Regions from separate parts of the Mus musculus genome. Here region 2 is linked to region 1. The links are chromatin contacts, called in public promoter capture Hi-C maps. All regions are on one chromosome and are shown on one strand. The core of a region is the stretch at or near the end of the contact, and the rest is flanking DNA. Distances in the headings are between cores, read along the strand shown. Region 1 has its middle 40 kb from the start of Gns. Region 2 overlaps Xpot (exportin, tRNA (nuclear export receptor for tRNAs)).

The links. Promoter capture Hi-C pulls out the DNA fragments that hold promoters and counts their contacts.
Region 2: a contact with region 1 is called in a promoter capture Hi-C map of embryonic stem cells. The contact joins two enhancer-like sites. A contact is called at or near these places in 6 of 39 promoter capture datasets (the C10 cell line, cranial neural crest, embryonic stem cells and 3 more), 2 of 484 Hi-C or Micro-C datasets (nephron progenitors and pre-B cells), 1 of 115 datasets of contacts at active chromatin or transcription factors (thymic regulatory T cells) and 3 of 9 other capture datasets (adipose tissue, liver and pancreatic islet).

The regions. Positions count from the first base shown.
Region 1 is chr10:121,403,224-121,407,337 of GRCm38.p6, forward strand. No RefSeq gene overlaps it. Among named protein-coding and RNA genes, the nearest start is that of Gns, 40 kb to the left of the region's middle. Within about 2 kb of position 2,013, at least 5 of the 459 cell types and tissues checked have an H3K27ac peak or open chromatin away from gene starts, as enhancers often do. A contact at or near this core is called in embryonic stem cells, where this site is marked.
Region 2 is chr10:121,618,990-121,623,103 of GRCm38.p6, forward strand. Xpot (exportin, tRNA (nuclear export receptor for tRNAs)) reads right to left here. Exons shown (of 25, transcript NM_001081056.2): 2 at 3,869-4,002; 3 at 104-186. The coding sequence starts at 3,928. Among named protein-coding and RNA genes, the nearest start is that of Xpot, 5.3 kb to the right of the region's middle. Within about 2 kb of position 2,307, at least 18 of the 459 cell types and tissues checked have an H3K27ac peak or open chromatin away from gene starts, as enhancers often do. A contact at or near this core is called in embryonic stem cells, where this site is marked.

The sequences.
Region 1 (4,114 bases), core at 763-3,262:
TCCAGTGACTTCTCCGTGGTTTCCAAAAGCCTCTGACCCAAGGCAGGAGCACCTGTTGGCACTGCCCTGGCCTCCTCTGCGAGCCGAGATGGCAGCAGCTCCGACACATGGTGATTCTATTCTGCCCACGCCCCTACGACTTAAGCTGTGTGGCCTTGCTTCCCAGCTCTGGCATCTCCCGCATATGGACTCCGGTCAGTGTGACACCTTGGTTGCTTCCTAGGGAGCTGGAATGAGTGTCGACTAAGGCTGTGTCACCTCCCAAGGCTGCCTCAGTCTTCTACTGCACTCTCCCAGATGCTTGCACATGAAGCCCACAAGGCCACGGCGAGCCCTCTCACAGAACGAGAACAGAGAAGCTTCCCGTCTACGATCCTGGCTTCCTGCGTCCTCCCTACAATGCCCCAAAGTGCTGCCCAGGCAGAGCTCAGCTGGGGCAAAAGCCACAGTCACACAGGCCATAAGCTGCAACTGTGTGTGTCTGAGGAGGACAAGCTGCCCAGGAAGCTGTTGTCACACCTTTGGGAAGTCCCCCCTGCTAGGAGAGATGCAAAGCTCCCCCCCCCCCCCCGAAAATAATGCCTGGCTTCAAGGAAATAACCAACTGAGGGAACCAACCTGGTTTTGTTCTTGTGACAATCCCTGAGAGCCATTCAGACAGGAAGGACTTCACTATGGAGCCCAGGCTAGCCTTGAAGCTACATTCCCCAGGCTCCGCCCCATCCTGCCCCTGCCCCTTCCCCCCCACCCCCCTCCCCCCTCCCCCCCTCCCCGTCCGTCCCCCGTCCCCCCCCCACCTCAGGGGTGCTGGGGTAATAAAGGTAAGCTTCCACACTCTCGCTTAGGGAGGGGGTGAGAGTTTACAGGCATGGAAACAAAGATTGGCAAAAAACAAAGATTGAGGCCTCCAGCTGTGGTCTGGATCACTCAGCATTAGCATCACCTTGGCCATGAAAAGACCGGAGAGCCCGGCGGCCCCACTGCTCCAGGTACCTTGAATCTAAGTTTTGTTACTGCCTCTCTGGCGAATACAGCGGAAGGCCAATCACCCTACAGTTGTGAGTGTTCTGTGTTTAAATCAATTTCCTTCTGTAAGAATCAACTTTTAAAATACAAACAAGACACTTGGCAGTGGCCACGCCACAGATCCAGTTCCCTCTGGCTCGCACACCTTGCTTGGCCTCCACAACCATGTCTGGCTAAGATAAAAAATTCTCTTAAGTCAAAATTGAAGGTGACAGAGAATGCCGGAAGAGAGACAAAATGGGTGGATTGCAACGAAATATAAATCACCAGCTTGCACCCCACACCCTGCAAGTGTTACCTTGTGTTAGCTCTTTTTAAAAGTTTCATTTTAAGGACTGGAGAGATGGCTCAGTGGTTAAGAGCACTGACTGCTCTTCCAGAGGTCCTGAGTTCAGTTCCCAGCAACCACATGGTGGCTCACGACCATCTGTTATGGGATCTGATGGCCTCTTCTGGTGTGTCTGAAGACAGCTACAGTGTACTCGTCATATATAGAAAATAAAATCTTTAAAAAAAAAAAAAAGAAAGAAAGAAAGAAAGAAAGAAAGAAAGGAAGAAAGAAAGAAAGAAAAAAGAAGAAAAAAAGAAAAAGAAAAAGCCGGGCCGGGTGGTGGTGGCGCACGCCTTTAATTAATCCCAGCACTTGGGAGGCAGAGGCAGGCGGATTTCTGAGTTCAAGGCCAGCCTGGTCTACAGAGTGAGTTCCAGGACAGCCTGGAATATGTAGAAACTGTCTCAAAAGACAAAACAAAACAAACTAATAAAGTTATCACAAACTTGATTGGCTAAAGTAATTCCCTCCCCAGAACAAAGATAATCCCTTAAAAATTTAGAGTCCTGTGCTGCTGTGTGAATAAACATTTCTAAGTCCCATCTCACCTGCCTCAGAAACAAAGACAGGAGCTTCGGGGAGCTCGGTGCCAAGGTATGGGGCTGGCAGGATGTTAAGATGGCGGAGTCTCTGCACTGGTGCAGAGGTCTGCCTTGTCTAAAAAGAGCTCCCTCGTTGAAGTCTTCGAAGGATTTTCTCTCAGAAACCAGAGCTTTACAGCACAAACTGCTTCTCAATCTTATCACCTATGACAGACCGACTGGGAGTGGTTCCCCAAAAAGCAAAGCAAAACCAGAGGAAACCAGACCAGAGACCAAGCCAGAGCCTAACCCCACCGTGCAGACGACCAGGTGAGCCAGCTCCATAGCTGGCCCGCCCTCCAGGCTCTCACCGGGCCTTCCTCTCCACCCTTGACTCTTTAGCAGAGATTCTTTCTAGAACACCAAATTAAGCAAGTTGCGGTTCACGTCGGAAGTCAGCACAGGGAGAACTCGAAATTTTTCGGTCCTTTGCTAAGGATGGTGCCTGTCTCGGGACTGGCTGAGCGGCTCAGCCCACTGCAGCTTTGGGTGGCTTGCCTTCCTTTCCTGGTTGTTCTAGGAATTTTCTGACCAATTACAAGAGGAACACTAGGAATGAATGGTCCCCTGCCCTGCCCTGCCCACTCCTCCCAGGCAACAGACCTTAAAGGAAAAGCAGGACAGTTCCTGCCCTGTATTTCAGGATTAGCCCCTAAATCGGTGGCTCTCAGCCCTCCTAACACTGCGACCCTTTCATACAGTTCCTCTCATTGTGGTGACTCCCTGTCTTAGTCAGGGTTTCTATTCCTGCACAAACATCAGGACCAAGAATCAAGTTGGGGAGGAAAGGGTTTATTTGGCTTACACTTCCATACTGCTGTTCATCACCAAAGGAAGTCAGGACTGGAACTCAAGCAGGTCAGGAAGCAGGAGCTGATGCAGAAGCCATGGAGGGATGTTCTTTACTGGCTTGCCTCACCTGGCTTGCTCAGCCTGCTCTCTTATAGAACCCAAGACTACCAGCCCAGAGATGGTCCCACCCACAAGGGGCCTTTCCCCCTTGATTACTAACTGAGAAAATGCCTTACAGTTGGATCTCATGGAGGCATTTCCTCAACTGAAGCTCCTTTCTCTGTGATAACTCCAGCTGTGTCAAGTTGACACAAAACTAGCCTGTACAATTGACCCCTTGTCAACTTGACACACAAACACATCACTAGTAAGCCTCAACCCTTACATTCTTATTCATCCCCAAGATCTAAATAACTTTAAAAGTCCCACAGTCTTTACATATTCTTAAAATTTCAATCTCTTTAAAATATCCATCTCTTTTAAAATCCAAAGTCTTTTTACAATTAAAAGTTTCTTAACTGTGGGCTCCACTAAAACAGTTTCTTCAAGAGGGAAAATATCAGGGCACAGTCACAATCAAAAGCAAAAATCAATCTACAACTGTCCAATCTCTGGGATCCAACTTACGATCTTCTGGGCTCCTCCAAGGGCTTAGGTCACTTCTCCAGCCATGCCCTTTGTAGCACACGCGTCATCCTCTAGGCTCCAGATGCCTGTACTCCACTGCTGCTGCTGCTCTTGGTGGTCATCTCATGGTACTGGCATCTCCAAAACACTGCATGACCCCTTCAGTCCTGGACCTTCAATTGCACCTTCACCAATGACCTTCCATGGCCTCTCACAGTGCCGAGCCTCAGCTGCTCTGTGTGACCCCTTCATGCCTTCAAAACCAGTACCACCTGGGTGACCCTTACATATTACCAAGTCCCGCTGCAGCAGGAGTACAACCTTGGCCATCTCTGGAACACAGCCTCTTTGTGCTTTCAGAAAACACTTCCCAGAAGATGTCACCTCAATGATGCTGGTCTCTTCTTAATCACCACTAATTTCTTAGCTCCAGCTAACCAGCATCAATAGTCCCAGTAATGCAAAGTTTTTGCTTTAGTAGTTCTGGTATCTTGTTAATCACAGCTGATTCTTCAGCCCCAGCTAACCAGAACTACACAATCTTCACAATCAAAACAGCAATGGCCCTGAAAAGAGTCTTTAATTTTCCCTCTGAAATTTCACAAACCAAACCTCCATCTTCTGCAGTGTTCTCAACATTATCTTCCAAGCTCCTACACAACATCTGACAGAGCTCTTAACAATGGATGGATCTTCAAGCCCAAAGTTCCAAAGTCCTTCCATAGCCCTCCCCAAAACATGGTCAGGTTGTCACAGG
Region 2 (4,114 bases), core at 1,057-3,556, 220 kb after region 1:
GAATCTTAAAAGACAAAATAAAACACTTCCCAACGAAAAAACTTAAAATGCCTCCCAGAAATGTTGATCCTTGCAGACAATATAGAATATCCATCTTAATTACCTGTATGTCTTCTGTGCCAGAGCCTCTGCACACACCTGCCAGGCATCTGGGGAAATCTTTAACTGCTCAAAATAAGCCAGGGCCTGAAAGATTCCAAAACAAAGTAATATGTTCAATATTGAATTCTGATGCCCCGCTCACACTAAACAAAGTACGGAGAGAACTGACAATCAACAATTTGGGATTAATACAACAGCTAAAACATTTAAATCCAAGCAAAGTCCACATCACTCCTAAAAGTAGATCAGTGACCAATTACCAGGTAGACGCTTAAGCTAGTTTCCTTATAGTAAAGGAGATGGAGCAAGAGTGACCTGCGGACCTGGGTTACGGTGATAACAGAGAAGAACTGCCAGCTTGCCATTCTTGGCATTGTTGTTGACTGATGCCCACACAGAAACAGACTGACATACAGACACTCGAGAGGCTGCAGTCAGCCCACCCAATGGTAGCTTTTCACTATTCCTACACTGCAGCATCAGGACCATCAAAACCTTCACTGGAGCTGGAGAGATGGCTCAGAGGTTAACAGCACTGACTGCTCTTCCAGAGGTCCTGAGTTCAATTCCCAGTAACCACATGGTGGCTCACAACTACCTGTAATGGGATCCGATGCCCTCTTCTGGTGTGTCTGTAAACATCTACAGTGTACTCATACATATATTTCTTTTAAAAAAAAAACAAACCAAACTTCCAACATTCTTTCCTCTTCATCCTCGTCAATTCTGCTGCTCACGATGGTGTAACATGAAATTGGATGAAACCAGAGGCCCAAAATATTCCCATCACAGAACCCATTCTTATCAAAAAAAAAATTATATTAAAAGCAGTAATAACTCTTACTCTCTTATCCTCTTCCCTCTCCGTCCCTTCTCTTCCCATTCCCCTTCCCCTTGTGTTCCTGGCTGGCCTCTGCTCTCTCTTTCTCCCTCCTTCTCTCCCCCTCTCTGCCTTTCTCTGTCTTCAGTCCCTCAACTCCCTCTCATTCCCTAAATAAACTCTATTCCATACTACAGAACAAAAATAAAACACTAATAGATCAGCGTTTTGTTTTTTTTTTTTTTTCTGGAAAAGAACACCGAGGTGTATTTGTTAAAACTCTGTTGGACAGAGCTGGTAAAATGGCTCACCAGGGAAAAGGACCTGAGCTCAGCCACCGGAACGCAAGGACGACGGCGGAAGATAAAGAACAGACTCCATCCGAGCACCATGGCCCTGGTGGCCCCACCCTCACCACAGCACACACAAGTAACTAACTTTTAAAACGTTCAATATTGGAACTTAAAAATTAACAGGATTAAAAAAAGAATGCATTAAAAATAAATAGGGTTAAGAACCAGGCCCGGTGAGCCAAGCCTACAGCCAATTCAAGGAATGACCATAGTAGGTCTGCCGAAACCTGGAGGCCAGCCTGGACTGTGGTGTCAGCTTCTGTCTCAACCAACCAACCAAATCACCAAAGAGGAAGTCTAGATCCGGTGGGGCATGCCTGCAATTCCAGAGCCTGGGAGGATGAGGTGGGGACATCAGAACAGCCGAGCCATCCTCAATGACAATGGCTTATTCCAGGCTAGCTTGGCCTATATGAGACTGTCTCAAAACAAAACAAAACAAAACAGAGCTAGCAAGATGGTTCAGGGGGTAAACTCTGGCTCCTAGAGCCCACCTGGCAGGGCAGGGGAGGGAGGAACACTTCTGCAGCTTGTCAGGGTTTGTGTGTGCGTGGCCCAGGGAGAGGCACTATTAGGAGGTGTGGCCTTGTTGGAGTAGGTGTGTCACTGTGGGTGTGGGCTTTAAGACCCTCATCCTAGCTGCCTGGAATCGAGTCTTCTGCTAGCAGCCTTCAGATGAAGATGTACAACTCTCAGCTCCTCCTGCACCATGCCTGCCTGGATGCTGCCATGTTCCTGCCTTGATGATAATGGACTGAATCCCTGAACCTGTAAGCCAGTCCCAGTTAAATGTTGCCTTTATAAGAGTTCTTGGTCATGGTGTCTGTGCACAGCAATGAAAACCCCAAGACAAGGCTCACAATGCTCTCTCCCCACCAAATAAATACATGAAACACACACACACACACACTGCTCCCCCCCCCCCCCCGCCCCACAACCGGCCCAACAAACACTAATGAGAGCAGAGGAAAGGGCCGGGGAGATTGCTCAGCAGGTACTAAGCGCTCCGTGAGTGACTCAGAGTGATCCCAGAACCCACATCAGAGGGAGGAGCGACTCTTCTCCACAAAGTCGCCTTTGACCTCCACAAGCATGCCACAGGCAGTCATCCTTAAGCGAATTTCCTAAAAGCAAAGCGGGTAGAATACGGTGGTAATCCCAGCAGTCGGGAAGCTGAAGCAGGGGGAGTGCTGGGAGTTCAAGGTGAGCCTGAGCTACGTGGAGAGCGCCAGGCCACACAGTCTAGGTAACACAGCAAGATTACACCTCAAACAAACTGAACCCTGTTTGCAAGGTAGGCTGGGAAAAGAAAAGAATCCCTGGAACCCCAGAGTTGAAGCGGAAACAAAAACCCCAAACCAAATCAGGATAACAACAAGAGCATAAAGCTCAGTGGTAGAGCCCTTGCCGAGGTTCAATTCCCAGCACTATAAAAACAAAAGCCCCAAATCATCGGACACGCATAAAACTTTTAATTATAATCAGCCTGCAACACCAAAGCAGACTGAGGTCAAGACTGCAATACTTCAGCTACTTTCAAAGCAGGTGGTTTAAGTCCCTATGAAAATAAAACCATTAATATACAAAAAGCCTGGACTTCTAGGGTGTTTGTTTTTTGAGACCAGGCTATCCTGTTGTAGACCAGGCTGGCCTTGAACTCAGAGATCTGCCTGCTTCTGCCTCCCAAAGCTGGGATTAAAGGCGTGCACCAACACTACCTGGTTTTGACTGCTAGGTTTTTGATGTGCCTACACCTAGATTTCTATTAGTTGCTGTATTTGGAGGGGGAGTTCCTTCTAATCAGCAGAGGTGTGTATTGTATCAGAAACTGCTTGGGAAGTTTTGTTTTGTCTTTTAAACCACATAAAAGCCAAACAAATATGGCTCTAATACATAGTGAGATTGTTAACTCTGGCTCATTTATAACAAGTACTCTCTCTCCTTTGCTACAAGAATAACCCTCCTTCCTTTGATCCTAAACTTCAGAACGCTCACGTCTTTAAACATTAATTAAAGGCTTGTTGTTCTTCTAGCGTCTTCTTTTATCACTCAGCTACAGTACTTAGTAGACTTCTGCATGACAGTGGGTTTAATTGTTTACATTTATCCAAATATACCAGCATCTCCTAATGGATTTCTCATCACAAAATTGTTTTATATAACTTAAGGTGTGGCATACGGGAACTGCTTATTTCCAGTCTGCAGAGACTAGTAAGGAGGCTCACTGTCACCAACTTCAGACTTAAGCAACTTGCAGTGCAAGGTAAGCAACCACAGGGTAAAACATATACTGCCTACTACAAAGTTCTCTGTCTCTGTAACTGTGTTACAACGTTGCAACAATTAGCAACGTCCCATGTTGCACAAAGTCCTGCCTTAACGGGTCAGGTTTCAGGATCCTGGCTCAGCCAATCTAACAAAAATCAATCAGAACACTCGATGTTTCAATATTCAGAACATGCCTCAAATATGTTTGGTTTTATTAATGTTTACTCAAATTATACCTCTATCATCAGATGTGTTTGCTGTCTAAATCCTCTGACACGTGTTTATGGTTGCATGCTTTTCAAAATAGTTACATTGACTGACTTACCCTCTGTCTAAAGTCTGAATCGGCATTTGGATTTAACCCTAAAAGAGCCTGTTCATCCATCTCGGCCGCTATTCCTGGAGTTTTCCGATCACAACAGACGTGGCTTCTAATCCCACAGCAGAATCCACAATCATCTGTGCACAGAAAACAAAAGATGATCACCTAGAATATCAGATGTGGCTGAAAATACACAGCTCCTGAAGGGTCAAAACCCACCTTAAGAGTCTAGACCTCACAAGAACAAAA